Linked DNA regions of Zea mays: regions 1 and 3 are each linked to region 2. Evidence: chromatin contacts called from public Hi-C data. All regions are on one chromosome and are shown on one strand. The core of a region is the stretch at or near the end of the contact, and the rest is flanking DNA. Distances in the headings are between cores, read along the strand shown. Region 1 holds the start of LOC107546767 (Putative RING zinc finger domain superfamily protein). Region 2 holds the start of LOC100384506 (Pumilio homolog 3). Region 3 has its middle 5.1 kb from the start of LOC118472178.

Evidence for each region. A called contact is a pair of places that touch in the nucleus more often than the background predicts.
Region 1: a Hi-C map of endosperm shows a contact between it and region 2, with 7 times the contacts expected there. The contact joins the promoter of LOC107546767 here to the promoter of LOC100384506 in region 2. A contact is called at or near these places in 8 of 25 Hi-C or Micro-C datasets (bundle sheath, ear, endosperm and 3 more).
Region 3: a Hi-C map of tassel shows a contact between it and region 2, with 2.7 times the contacts expected there. The contact joins the enhancer-like site here to the promoter of LOC100384506 in region 2. A contact is called at or near these places in 4 of 25 Hi-C or Micro-C datasets (ear, endosperm, leaf and 1 more).

Annotation. Positions count from the first base shown.
Region 1 is chr6:46,829,150-46,831,988 of Zm-B73-REFERENCE-NAM-5.0, forward strand. It overlaps LOC107546767 (Putative RING zinc finger domain superfamily protein), which reads right to left and starts at 1,361. Exons shown (of 1, transcript NM_001322846.1): 1 at 1-1,361. The coding sequence starts at 1,228. The coding sequence ends at 182.
Region 2 is chr6:47,110,183-47,112,882 of Zm-B73-REFERENCE-NAM-5.0, forward strand. LOC100384506 (Pumilio homolog 3) reads left to right here and starts at 1,322. Exons shown (of 9, transcript XM_008649972.3): 1 at 1,322-2,044. The coding sequence starts at 1,646.
Region 3 is chr6:47,545,496-47,548,463 of Zm-B73-REFERENCE-NAM-5.0, forward strand. No RefSeq gene overlaps it. Among protein-coding and RNA genes, the nearest start is that of LOC118472178, 5.1 kb to the left of the region's middle. Within about 2 kb of position 1,391, at least 18 of the 20 cell types and tissues checked have an H3K27ac peak or open chromatin away from gene starts, as enhancers often do. A contact at or near this core is called in ear, leaf and tassel, where this site is marked.

The sequences.
Region 1 (2,839 bases), core at 111-2,610, 280 kb before region 2:
CCTCCTTCGCCTTCCCCTTCCCCTTCCTCTTTTTCTTCTAAGTAGCAGGCAGGAGTAGGAGCAGCAGTATGGTAAACACAATACAAGACGAATGAATTATGAAACAAAAGCAACAAGATTCGCTTCTTGCAGCGTGCTGTACTAGAGACAGGGAGGCAGGCAGCAGGAGTTGGTTCGTCCGTCAACTCTGCACCGTGGCGTCGGCATGCCCGTCCTCGAGCCTCCAGCTGGTGCTCCGGCTCCTGGAGCCATGGCTGAACGCGTCGTTGTTGAGCTCAGGCACGGCGTGGGAGCGCGAGGAGGACGAGGCGTGGCCGCGCCCGAAGCAGGCGAAGACGTTGCGGAGGAAGCGGCGGACGGTGCCCCTGTTCGTGGACGCGGCCTGCCTGGACCCCCACGAGACCCGCCTGGGCGCGCGGCCGCTGTTGAACCCGGCGCCGTCCATCTCCGTGTACACGACGGGGAGCTCCCGCTCCTCGGGCGTCCGCCCGCCGGCGAATCTACCGACCGCGAACCCACCGCCGGGGAGCCTCCAGATGGTGAGCCCGACCGTGGCCTCCTCCTCCTGCTCAAGGGGGATGGCGTCGGTGGGCATCTGGTGGCGGCAGACGGGGCAGGAGTTGCGGAGCGCGAGCCATGGGAGGATGCAGTCGGCGTGGTAGATGTGGGCGCAGGGCATTTCCCTGGCCTCGGCGCCCAGGTGGAAGGCCTCCTTGCAGACGGCGCAGTGCGCGTCGGCGGCGGCGACGGAGACAACGGGCATGGCCTGGACGGCGGCCTTGGACGCCGGCGGCGGGGCGTCGCGGGCGCCGGCCGCCAGCCCGCCGGCGGCCTCGATCTGCGCCAGCTGGTCCAGCAGGCGCTGGAAGCCCGAGCCCATGAGGAAGTCGGACATGGTCTCCGGGAGCGGGCGGAGGCCCGACCCCGCGCCGTCGTCGTACAGGAGCTCGAAGCTGGCGGCGGCGGGCGGGGAGCGACGGAGCACGATGACGGGGTTGAAGGGCGAGGCCGCGCGGGAGTCGGCGGCGTGGTGCGCGCGGGGGCGGCGGAGGTAGGCCGGTCGTGGCGGCGGCGCGCTCATCTCCTCGAGGAAGCCGCCGCCGCAGGAGGGGCAGGCGGGGGAGGAGAGCGGGGAGGCGGCGCGCACGAAGCGGTCGCACTGGTAGCACCAGTAGGAGGAGGAGGCCGTTGGAAGGCGTGTGGGGGAAGGGGAGGAAGGCATCGCCATCGGAAGGCGGGCTCAGATCTGGGATACTTTCAGCTCCAGGCGGCGGCGGCGGAGGCGGAGGAAGGGTTGGTGGTGGGAGGCGAGACGAAGGGGCCTTGTATTCTCCTCCCCGCCCGCTCTGATTGATTGCTCGGTGTCGGTGGTGGTGGTGGTGTTGTGGAGGAAAGCAGATGTTTTTAACCGGCGGACCGGGCCAAAGGAAGAAAAAAAAAAGGCAAGGCGATGGTAGTTGAGACGAGAAGGCGCCGCGTTGACAGGACGAGACGAGCTTCCTTCCTTGTCCTTCCCTGGAAAAGGCAGGCACACACAACAACACAACACACGCTGGTGTCATGTCACCGTGTGCCTGAGCTGCTTTGACCCTCCGCCCCACGGTCCTCTTCCTTTCCCCTCCGTCCGTTCAACGCGTCGAACTACACTGCTCTGCAATCCGTTCTATATATACTAGCACTGTACTCGCCGATCAGGAGTACTTCAAGGAAACAAACAAACATGTATTTTTTCCAATCTCGTAATTAATGGCTGCACGGAACACGCACATCTGCTACGTACTCCACTCTTAGCATGGGCCAGTAGTCCAGTACATTCTCGATCGAAAGAGACGTGGTGAAACTACGGTATGGCTAGTTGGGCTGCAAGCTCCACGAATGTTGAATTTCGCCCATATAATTGTGACTGCTGGGTCTCTTGGATCGACCATAAGCTCAAACATCTATGTCCTAGACATTTTATTGTACTCTTTCCGTTCTTTTTTATTTATCGTGATTTAGTTCAAAAATAACTAGCAAACATTTTTAAATCAGAGATATTAAAAACTGACGTGGTTTCAAGCGCTCTCCGCGCTCGGCGGGCTTCTGCCCATTGCGTACGCGACGCGTGGTTGTATACAGCCGAAACTGAAATCCTTGTCCAATGCAGTTGTGGGCGCCTAGGCACGGACCCCAAATCCCTCTCCAATCCCGTGAAATTCCTCTCCAATCCCACCGCCTCCACCGTCACTGGCCCGATAAGCCTCGCCTCCTCCCTCTACCTCTCCCTCCCTCCTCCCCGTCGCCATAGCACGCAGCTCTGACGTCCCCGACGCGTCTCTGCTGGTAGCGCGTCGTCCCCTCTGCCGGTTCCCACGCGCCTCTCATCGAATGAGCACAGCCTCCACAAACGTGTGCCACCGCTCTCCACCTCCTCTGCGGCCGCGTAGCCAGGCCGGGGCCACCACGATGCCTCCTCCCCGCTACCGCGCCCTCTCCGCTGACCGCCGCATGCACCACTGCCGAAGACCACGCCTTCGTGCCTACTCCAATCCAGCTGTAAACGCGGACGAGGGCTCTTCCTTGTGAGTTACGATTGGTGCCGTGTTCTCGATCCCTCCTCCATCTCGTGCTACTTCTTCCTCCGACGTTGCTCGCCTCCCTCAGGATCCCATCGCCCCGCTCGCCTTCTCCTCCATCAGCCCGACCAGCCTCGCCTCCACCCTTTGCCTCTCACTTCATTCTCCCGTCGTCGCATCGCGCAGCTCCGTCGGCCCCGATTTGGCTCTTTTGGCCGCCGCGACGTCCCTCTGTTGGATCCCGCCATCGTGCCCTGTATGGGTGTGTCTCATTTACTAAAAAC
Region 2 (2,700 bases), core at 72-2,571:
GGGATACCTGGTAGATAGTCTAAGCACGTGGGAACTTTTTTTCCAGGCACTAAAATTTGATTTGGACCCTTAAAACTCTAAATCCTAAACTCTCTGTTTGTACAAATACCGTTCCCGTACATCGATATCTTTTCTGTATTACTGACCCAAGTCTTATAGATCGGTCAGAAGATCTTTCTTGATTTTATTTATCGTTGATTAGTTAATTTTTAATCTAAAATGAAATGCGAAGGATAAAAAAAAGGCATGCATGAGAGGACGTGAGTGGGCGAGCAGTTGGACGACGCCTCGAGATGCATGCGCTGTTGCTAAGAAAAGTCGGTCCCCTTCATCCCCCGCTACCACTTTTTAACCCACTGTTACTGGGTTGTTACTGCTGTTAATCCATACATCAATCCATATCCATACAGAGTGTGATACTAGTGTTAACGTCAGTCACGTGGTGGTGGGCTGGTGAGCTGATGGTTGCAGTGGCCACGCACGCACTGCCTGCAGTCCCTTTCCTCCTGACTAAAAATAAACACAGGTTTCCTATAATCCTATTCTCCCCCTATAGACCCCTTTTCTTTCAAACCGAAATGAAATTTCTGTTGTGTTCTAAGCTGTCCTAGAAAAGACTACTCCCGGTGTGGTTTCACAGCTTCCACTTCGACTACTGCGATTTCGGCGGATGAGGCAGCTTCGAAGTACGTATTTTCGCTCAACTTTAATCCATATCAACTTTTAATATTTTTATATTGTTTTTATCTTTATAAATTATAGCTATAATATTTTATAGTGTATTTGGTCTGATGATTTGGCTCATTCATCATAGCTTGGCTCCGGATGGAGAGGAATTGCACTTTCTTGCGGAGTGAGCTGATTCCACGTGTTAGTCTGTTATTAGAAAGTTACGAACGACTTCGTTCCGCGATTCAAATTAAATGATAATATAGACTCGGACGTAGGTCTTGATGACTCCAAAAGCAGCCTAACCTGCAAACTAAACACGCCGTTAAACAGCTGTAGCGAACAGCGTTTAACTAGCTTCAACTTTTGGTTCGGATAACGGGAACTGACCGCTCCTAATTCAGTCACCGTAGCACGAGGAGCACTATCCTGCAGTATACTGCTACCGTTTATAAACAAGAGCAAGAAATAGCTTTGCCATCTCTCAAACTATCCCTCTGGAACAGCGATGGCTGTGCCGTGAGAACAACAAAACAAAACCCTAGAGGACCCAAAGCCCCCGGGCAGATCGGGCCCGTCCGTCCCGAAATCCAACGGCGCACCTCGCTCCGGCCGCTGTACTTAATCGAGCCGCAACCGGGCCTCTCTGACTGATTTCTTCTTCTCCAGTCTCTCTCTACTCCCCCACTCTTCCCCCACTCCCCCAGCACGCCACTGCTCACACAGACCACCCCCCACTCGGAGGCGGAGTGGAGCTCCTCCAATCCGTCCCGAATCCGGACGCCGCTCGCACCGCCCGCACCGCCCGCAGATGGACGCCCGCCCCCCGATCCGCCCGCTCTGACCAGACGAACCCGGTCCCCGCCCCCGCCGCCGCCGCTGGAGCGCGGTAATGGCGGGCTTCTAGCGCGTCGGACTTAAAGATCTAGCCTTTCTATTTTGTTTCCTCTCTGCCTCTTTTCTTTCGCTGGCACCGATGGTCACCGAGATGGCGGCGCGCGGCGGCGAGGCGGCGGCGTTCGGCGCGGAGGCCGACCGCGGCGACTTCGAGGTCTTCCGCAGCGGCTCCGCGCCGCCCACCGTCGAGGGCGCCCTGGGCGCCGCCGCGGCCGCTGCCGACCTGCTCGTGGATGACGACCTCCGCGCCGACCCGGCGTACCAGAGCTACTACTACTCCAATGCGCACCTCAACCCCCGCCTCCCGCCGCCGCTCCTGTCCAAGGAGGACTGGCGCTCCTCGCACCACCGCCTCCGCTCCGCGGCCTTCGGCGGGATCGGGGACGGCAGGAGGCAGCAGCAGCCGGCTGCCCAAGGGACGGTCGGCCTGCCCGGGATCGATCTTGCCCGCCAGAGGAGCTTCTCCACCGTCTTTCAGGTGGAAAGATCGAACTTTTTCTCCCCTTATTACTTCGCATATTTTATACTCCGTATTACGTAGTAGTAGTATACTCATCGATCTTCATTCTGTGCTAATATATGCCTTCTGACGACAAAGCCTTTGACCTTGTACTAGTTGCTCCTATTTTTGACTGATGGGTTTTTGACTGAGAAGTGATAAGTCCGAGTTCATTCCAATTATAGTAGACTATATATATATCTAGTGTCGAAGTATCTTAGATTTGCTATGTTTGACATATATTAGGTATGCAGCCGTCGTGCGCTCTCGACAGTGTGAACGCATGATTGCACTTTAGACCTGTGGTTTCTGGTGATGTCTCTGTTGCGGTTATGTGATCTATCGATTTTGTCGGACTCGGCTTCTTCATGGATTCATGGAGAAATTTATTTACATGAAGATAGGTAACGTGAAGTAACGGAAAAGACCCCGCCTTCTTTCCCTATTTGACTTTGGAGGCATACAGAGTATTTTCAGCTGACTTTCCTGATTGCGATGTTAAACCGTTACTAGTGATATTATGATGCATAACCGTTATGATGGAAACTAATCCACTTCCGGAGCAGTTCATGCTTTCTGGTCTTGAGAAATGTCTACTGGATCCCGACAAGCATTGTTCCATTTATAATGGAATA
Region 3 (2,968 bases), core at 141-2,640, 440 kb after region 2:
CCGTCTAGCCAGGTTTAGCTCGACCCTTAGACACTTCCGAGGTGAATGGCTAGGGATCCACTACGAGGCATTTACAAAGTTCCACCGCTACGGTTTCTGAGAAGGGCAATATAGGAATCCTTCGTCCAAAAAGCCATCGCAGCATGATCGACTCGAGAACCTCCCTATACGCAGCTCCTCTACCGCCCTTGCCCCTTTTGGGTAAGGTAGTCCTCCACTAGCTTTCCTAATTAGTCAGCCAAGGGCGTCCCATTCCACCCTTGTGGTAGCACGAATATCTGAAGTTAAGCAACATGTTCCAATTAACACAATGATCTTGTCATGAACAATAATTAGAACAACAGTATAACTAGAACATGATCATAATATAATATTTATCCCAAAATCAGGTAAAGCAATAGCAAAACTGCCCAAAAGTTCAGTGGTAAACAAGATGTGGGATAAATAAGTCTAGGGAAACCTATTAGGTTACATCAGATTAACCTGAGCATGTCATAGTGATTAACAGGAACATTATTGGGTAAAAAAGTGATCAAGGGCATAACTTGCCTTAGACTCGAGATTCCTAGGTACCAACTAGTTCTTCAAGTGACTCGTAAACTCGCCTCTACTCGTAGCAATACAAATAAACAAGGTATATGCAAAATTAACATCACACCAAACATAAGAACATAGTGCATAATAATGATCTACGCGTCGTAACTCGATCCTAGGTTCGAGAACCACTAAATTCGGAGTTATGGTTAACGAGTTGTGGTTTTCTGTAGATTTAAGGTTGGATACAAAAGAAATTTAGTGCATAATTTTAACCTATGTTTCATAACAAAATAAGGTTACCAGATGATAAACAATTATAATATGAATTTATTGCAACTGGAATGGATCAAAAAAGAGTTAAATTCATAGAGTTATGAATTTCCTAAGATTGGGACTTTATTTTTTGCACTAAAAATGATTTCTGTATTTATTTTAATCAATTACTCAGCTATCTGGACTGGGGCCATTAATACCACAGAGCTCTGGGTCAAAACTGCAAATTCTAGGGCTCTATTGTAATTACTTTTGTATTGCCGTGGAGCGCGGGTTGATTCTTAAAACATTTAAGGATTCTTTTGCAAATTTACATGGCCGAAGAGGTACGCTTCGACTAGGACTGTTGGATCACAAGCCCACCGTCAGGATTAGATCGGACCCCAGACGAACCAGAACGTGCTCCCAATTGTCAGATCCGATCCCAATGGTGTGGATTAGATCTGGCTTTAACCCAAGCGGTACACGCTTGAGGTTGTTGATTCGAAGATCGACGGTCAGGATGTTATAGAAGCCTTAATTACCCACGCCCCACCGATCAAGATCGAAAGGTGGAAGGACGCGGAGTTCAGAGCGCATACCTAGTCAAATCTACATTGTTCCTGACGATCGGACGGTCACCATTCCCCCATGTCCGAACGATACGCGAGATCTTATCGTGTCCATCCATTTTCGATCTGATGGCCCCCACGCGTCTTCTCCCACACGAACTTTACCGACGGTGGAGGCGCCCTGCCCACGGTGGAGGGCCCGCCAGAGAAAGCCGAATCCGTGCACCCAGGATCAAACCCCCGATCCGATTGATTCTAAACGGTGCTACGAAAATAGCGAAGATGTCTGGGGACCTTACCTAAGGACTGGAGCATCAGAGGATCATGGCCTCGAGGACCTGCGACATGGTGGTGGCCATACATTCCGTTGAGCAATTCCATGCACCACCGGTTTCAAGTTCACCTGATGAGGTCATGGGCGTCCCCCATGAGACACGAGGAAGACCCCCTGCCAACCGCCGAGGGCACAATGCCGGTGAACCAGATCTTCACCCACCCTGCATGGTGGCCCTCCATCTCCTTCCCAGCTACTCGCCGCAACGACGTGCTCTAAGGCGGGGCTCGACAGGAGTTCGCCAAGGGGGGTGCGGTACCCAGGTATTTATCACCGGGGTAGGACAGTCCGAGCCTAAGGGTGCTTGATAGGCGGGATTTTTGGGCTGTTACCACAACAAAACAACCCCGATGTTTACTCCATGTGCGAGATTGAGAGGGGAAAGAATGTCTAGCGCCCCCATCTCGCGGTCAGCCATCCGGGCAACAGAGAGCGCACATGGCCGAGGGGAAAGGTGGACGAAGTAGTGAAAATCACCGAGCAGATCTCGGGTGAGCCTCCAGCTTGAAGACGACCCTGACAAGCTGGGCCGACATGCCAGGCTCCCAGGTGAGAGGCACCAATGGCAGAGTTGGGCCGAAATGTGGAAGAGTGGCCCATCTGGCTTCCTCTTTTTTTCTTTGTTTATTTTTTTTATTTCATGTTTCCTATTTTCAACCTTTCAAATTCATATCAAAGTTAAAGTTTGATTTTGAATATCACATTTCAAATGCAGAAAACAAAATCCCAACATGATGCAATATATACTTATTATTATTATATTTTTATATTAACTATCATATTTCAAATGATGCAAATGTGTTGCACACACATAAATAACTTTAATTTTCAAGAGATACATTGTTTGTCCAATTAAAATCTTATTCAAAACTTAATGTTTTATGACCATTTATTTTGTATGATCTTTATGGAGAGATAATTTAATTTAAATCTTATGGAGAATACTTCTGAACATATAATTCAATGACACTATTAATTTTATATGAGGATCCTTTATTTAAATTTTTTGTTCTAAACCATAATTATTTAAACCTTAGGATAAACTTAAATTACCCAAAATATGATTTGAGGTGTTACATCAAGACAACCAAACTTCCTTTTGTGCTTGAAAGGAGACAATATCCTATAAACATTTGTTATGCTATGACAATCAATAAAAGCCAGGGCCAAACACTATCACTGGTAGGTATTTATCTCAAAAAAACTGTATTCACCCATGGACAACTTTATGTTGTTGTATCTCGAGTGACTTCAAGGAAGGGTTTGAAAATAT